2 separate regions of the Zea mays genome follow, and region 2 is linked to region 1. The links are chromatin contacts, called in public Hi-C maps. All regions are on one chromosome and are shown on one strand. The core of a region is the stretch at or near the end of the contact, and the rest is flanking DNA. Distances in the headings are between cores, read along the strand shown.

Evidence for each region. Hi-C and Micro-C count contacts between places; a contact is called where the count stands out from the background.
Region 2: a contact with region 1 is called in a Hi-C map of leaf, with 7 times the contacts expected there. The contact joins the promoter of LOC118476959 here to the enhancer-like site in region 1. A contact is called at or near these places in 6 of 25 Hi-C or Micro-C datasets (bundle sheath, leaf, leaf mesophyll and 1 more).

Annotation. Positions count from the first base shown.
Region 1 is chr4:154,721,814-154,724,513 of Zm-B73-REFERENCE-NAM-5.0, reverse strand. No RefSeq gene overlaps it. Among protein-coding and RNA genes, the nearest start is that of LOC114108589, 57 kb to the left of the region's middle. Within about 2 kb of position 1,258, at least 15 of the 20 cell types and tissues checked have an H3K27ac peak or open chromatin away from gene starts, as enhancers often do. A contact at or near this core is called in bundle sheath, leaf, leaf mesophyll and 1 more, where this site is marked.
Region 2 is chr4:154,860,646-154,863,345 of Zm-B73-REFERENCE-NAM-5.0, reverse strand. LOC118476959 reads left to right here and starts at 1,318. Exons shown (of 2, transcript XM_035967362.1): 1 at 1,318-1,843. The coding sequence starts at 1,333.

The sequences.
Region 1 (2,700 bases), core at 9-2,508:
TATGCTCGACGACGCCCGCATCCAAGGAGGCGGCTCCATATGCAAACACGGAGATGGAGGGGAAACAAAGCTCCTGCATGCGGAAGAGATAGGAGATAAGACGTGGAGGAAAAAAAAGGAAAGGACGAAGAGTTTCTTATGTAATGGATGGCAATGGTGGGTAATTACTCCTCAACTTCACAAGGTTATTGAAAAAGATTTTTTGTGAAGCATCCCTTTTTATGCTTTGTGAAAAACTTGAAGTTAATCCCAACTTTATCATTTTTTGGCGAAGTAGAGTTCTTGAAGCTGAGGTGTTTGGTTGTTGTTTTTGAAGCTGAGTAAAGTTTTGTGAAGTGAAGCAACACCCTCTAAAACCCGCACGGATGACCTCGCTGCATGTTTGTCTCAGTGCTTCTACTTTTTATACTTATTTAGGTTAAATACTTTTAAAAAATATATAGTAAATTATAAACATATTATAAAAAAAGAAAATATAATTTTGTTGAACATATGATATATTATGCTTTAGTATAAAGTTTTTGTTAATTTATAGATATATGCTTTCGATAACTCGGTCATACATGATTTAGTGAGTATGATATTTGTATTGAACTCCACATGAGTTATAGGGTATGCTTTATTATGAAGTTTTTTTGTAGCTTTGATTCTATATTTTGTAAATGATTTGTAACTATAATTTCTATAGTCCAGTTGTGCTAAAAAAATTATGGTGCGCTATTCACTGTATGTTTGAGTTGTAGTGAAATTTTCATGTTTATTGTGTCGTGTATTACTAAGTTATATATCTATTTATTTTTACTACATCTTAACAAAAAATCACATTAATTGGACCATAGAAACTCTAACTATAAATTAATTATAGAACAGCATATATCTTAATCTATAGTATTTTTTTTACTAAATCATACAGTATCGTATGTTCTCTGTATAGACCTATTCATGTGAAGTTCAATAAAATTAATTTTTTTATGATCTTCTGTTATTTGCTATAGTTTTTTCAAAAAAAAAACAACAACCAAAGTTAGCATAAAAGAAAAGGGGTGAAATCATCGAGACAAACAACTAGGAAGGTCATATGTTTGATTTTAAGTGATGAAAGAGGAGCTATATCTGATTTTATAGTTGATAGAGAAAATTCTATCTTTCCAATCGTTGGAGGAGAGGCAAATGGGTCGAGCCATTGGCCCAATCACGTGAACTGGCCTGAAACTTTGACCCACCCAAACAAGGCACTAATGGGTTTAGCTATTCTTGCCCAAATACTCTCTCTCTCTCTGTGTGTGTACTCCATGGGCTTGCATGTGGCAGCCCAGACACCTGATTCTATTTTGGTCCATTCGTCGACCTGTTAACATTAACTTAGGTGCGTTTGTTTGAAGAGTCAAATAGAATAGAATAGATTCATTTCAGCATTTGAGAATGAAGCTGTTCTATTCTGCGTTTGGCAAGAAGAACACAACCGTTCCATTTGTTGTTTGGTTGAAAATTAGAATATAGCAGAGTTGTTCCATTCTTTGTTTGGTTAGAGAGTCGTATGAGTGTAGAGGGAAGGAGAGGAGAGAGAGCGCTCACGTCCGGGAGAGCGCTCGCATTGGTCGTTTTTGTGGAGCGGAAGCATTTCAACTACTTATAGTAAATTTTTATATGAAGATCCAGGAGTCGTTTCACTCTTATTTTGTTGGAAATCAAACATCCAGAAAATTGGAATAGAACCACTCTATTCTCCCCCGCTTCTAATCAAACACACCCAACCCAAAGTTACATCGCAACAAATTCGCGGTAGGGAATTTTATAATTTTTATTTTTAAAATATTTTTAATAAATAATTCTATTGTAAATTTATTTCCAAATCTAACTTGTTTGGCCATGCTAATTTTTTTAGCACAACCACACTGCCGTATCACGCCAGACCGGTTAGCACGGTAGGCTGCAACTGCAACGTGATACTTCTGCCTAATTTTTGAAGTAAAATCTAACTTGGACATATAAGCAAAGTAGTTTAGGTTGATAGATTACGTTTATAAACTTGTGAGTCCGCCTTCTATTTTATGTGCACATCTACTAGTTGCATGTGACATATTTTTAGGTTACCATAACTGTCAGAAATTTTAGCTAGTAATTTTAACGGTAAGTTATATTTTTGGGGTGTTTAGTTTCTAACGACTAATTTTTAGTCTCTCCATTATATTCCATTTTATCCGTATTTAGCAATTTAAGAACTAAAATGAAATAAAATGGAGGGACTAAAAATTAATTCCTAGAAGCTAAACATCCCTTAGTTTTTTTAGATTATATGCATGTGTTAATTATCTATGTTATATTTAGGTTTTATGTAGTAACAATGTTTAGGTTATATTTAGTTGGGTAGTTAGTTTAGATTATATTTCTTAGAATAATTTTGAAGAATTGATGTAGTTTGCTCGAATGATTTAGTAGATGGATATTTTAGACCATTTGTTTCATGGTGGAAGAGTTAAACAAGATGGGAATTTGAGAATATGTAATATGATGTGGAAATGTTTGAGAAATTGTCTAGCTTTAATGATCTTTCTTTGTAGGTTAAGAAGTTTGATGGTGATTTTAAATTGAGGGGGAAGTTTGGTTGTGGGAAGAGTAGGGCACACTGTGTGTTAATGCCTTTGTGCAACGAGGCTCATTAGCCGCGCTACAAAATGGTAGTCCAAGAAGCAAATGTGG
Region 2 (2,700 bases), core at 69-2,568, 140 kb before region 1:
TACGAAGTTGAATTTTAGTTTGGCCTACCATCCTCAGACTAATGGCCAGACTGAAAGGACTAATCAAGTATTGGAAGATATGTTGAGAGCTTGTGCCCTTCAGCATGGAGGCAGTTGGGATAAAAGTCTACCATATGTTGAGTTCTCATATAATAATAGTTACCAGGCCAGTCTGAAGATGTCACCATTTGAAGCTTTATATGGCAGGAAGTGCAGGACTACTCTATATTGGGATCAGACTGGAGAAAGACAGTTCTTTGGGCCTGAACTTATTCAAGAGGCAGAAGAACAAGTCTGTATAATTCGGGAAAACTTGAGGGTAGCTCAGACTAGGCAAAAGAGCTACGTTGATAATAGAAGAAGACCACTGGAGTTTGAGGAAGGTGATCATGTGTACCTCAAGGTGTCACCACTTCATGGAATGAAGAGATTTGAAGTCAAAGGCAAATTATCCCCTCGCTTTATTAGACACTTCAGAATTTTTAGGCGAGTTGGGGAGATGGCATACCAACTCGAGCTACCTGATAATCTATCTGATGTGTATGATGTATTCCACGTGTCTCAACTTAAGATGTGTCTCCGTGTCCCTGAAGAACAGTTACCAATGGAAGAGCTAAGTGTTTAGGGTGATCTAACTTACACGTAGTATCCTATCAAGATTCTTGACACTTTGACTTGAGTTACAAGAAATAAAGTGATAAAGATGTGCAAAGTGCAATGGAGTCATCATGGAGAAGATTAAGCTACTTCGGAGAGAGAAGAAGAGCTTCAGATAGAATTTCCCATCTTTTCCCTAGTCCTTCCTAAATCTCGAGGACGAGATTCTTGTTAAGGGGGTAGGATTTGTAATACCCAAATTTGTACATCATATAATAGGAGTGTTTTGCCTCTATTTAATTGAGCATGAGAATAATCCCATTCAAAGATTATAAGTAACTAATGACACCTAAATGAAATATGCTTCATGCCGAGGTTTCATTTTGTGTGCATTTTGTGATAATATAAAAATAATGTAAAATGAAATATATTAATACCCAAATTAAAATTTAATATCTAAAGAAAATTCTAGGATTTGAGAAAAGAGAAGAAAGAAAATACTATGTGAATAAAAATAAGTATATAAAAATATATTATTCCTACACAAGGATTTGAATTTGTACATTTGACTCAAAGGTGAAACTCATAAGAGGATTCAAATTTAAATTGGAGATTCAAATAAGAAAATCAAAAAGAAAAGGGAAAAATACAAAAGAAAAAGGAAAACAGCTAATTGGGCTGCTCGGTCTTATTTCGGCCCATTCTCTCTTTCTTCCCCGCGTAGCCCAAATCACTATGAGCTCCTGGCGCCGACCGCACGAGCCCACGAGCAGTCTCCGTGGCGCTCGCTTCTCCCTTTTCTTCCATTGGCACGCGGGCCCACCTTGTCATCTGCTCGTACGTGCTGTTGCACGTTCTTCCTCCCCACACGCTAACGACCTAGAGCTATCGCCGTGGATCCCGCCTGCGCTAGCAGCTCGCCCTCAACCACCCTACCCACTCCATGGGCATAAGCTGACGGCTGCAACCCCTCTCTGTTTCCTCGCCTCATCAAGCCCTGCACCGTGGTCGTCGTATGAGGAAAATTCGCCATACGTGAGGGAGAGTCGGTCACCACCGTTGGATCGCGACTTCATCGCCGTTGGGGTCCGGGAATCGGGCCAGGAGGCGTCATCGTACCACCGGGTGTGTGCTCGTGCGGCGGGGGAAAATCATCCTCACACCGATGACAATTTCTCGTCAAAGCTCCGCGACCGCGCCAATCCGCACTTCACCGCGGACCGGTCTCCTGTGCGCGCCATCTCCGGTGAGTACTCCTTGCGCCATGTTCACTAGCCCCCTTCGATTGTGTAGCACCCCGTAGAGTGGAGGATAGTGCGCTAGATCGCGGGATCCGGAAGTCCGGCGATGGCGTCCACCGCATCTAGGTTTGCACGAAGGCGCCGCAGGTCGGGATGGCTGAGGTAGACGACGAGTTTCTGGCCGTCGATCGTGAGATCTACGACGCAGATTAGATCCGAGGGTAGTGTTTCGTCCGAATAGCTTGGTCCGTCTGATTCCGATCTCTTGCTTGTGGATCGATCGCGATCACTTGATAGTCTGGGCCGTCGGATCTGTATCCGACGACTGCGAGCGAGTATCGGTTCGGGCCCGGGGCCGATCTAATACACACCGTTGGTGTGCGATCCTGCGGCCCAAAGTTCAAAATACCCTTTTGCCAAGCCACACTTCCATAAGAGTCCCTGGGTTTATTGAGATTCAACCCGCAGTTCTATCAGTGGAACTATGAGTCTTAGGGTTATTTGTGCAGTGAACCCTATGTTTTGTTTAAATCATGTGCGCAGTCCAGAAGTCAGTAAAAAGGAATAGATGATTAAGGAAATTGATTTTTAGTATGAAATTAATTGCAGAAACTTGTAAAATTCCTAGAAAATTCATATTAAGTCCAAATTGACCCATTCTAGTTTCTGTAATTTTGAAATATTACTGTTCATCACATAGTGTCTCTCTCTGTTTTGACATGCAAACTATATTAAAATTTATGTCTTAATTAATCTTGTATCAAACACATAAAACCTTTGGAAATTCATAACTTAAAATCCGTAACTCCAAAATTAATGATTAATGTTTCTATGATCTTATTTTAATATGTAGATTATTAAT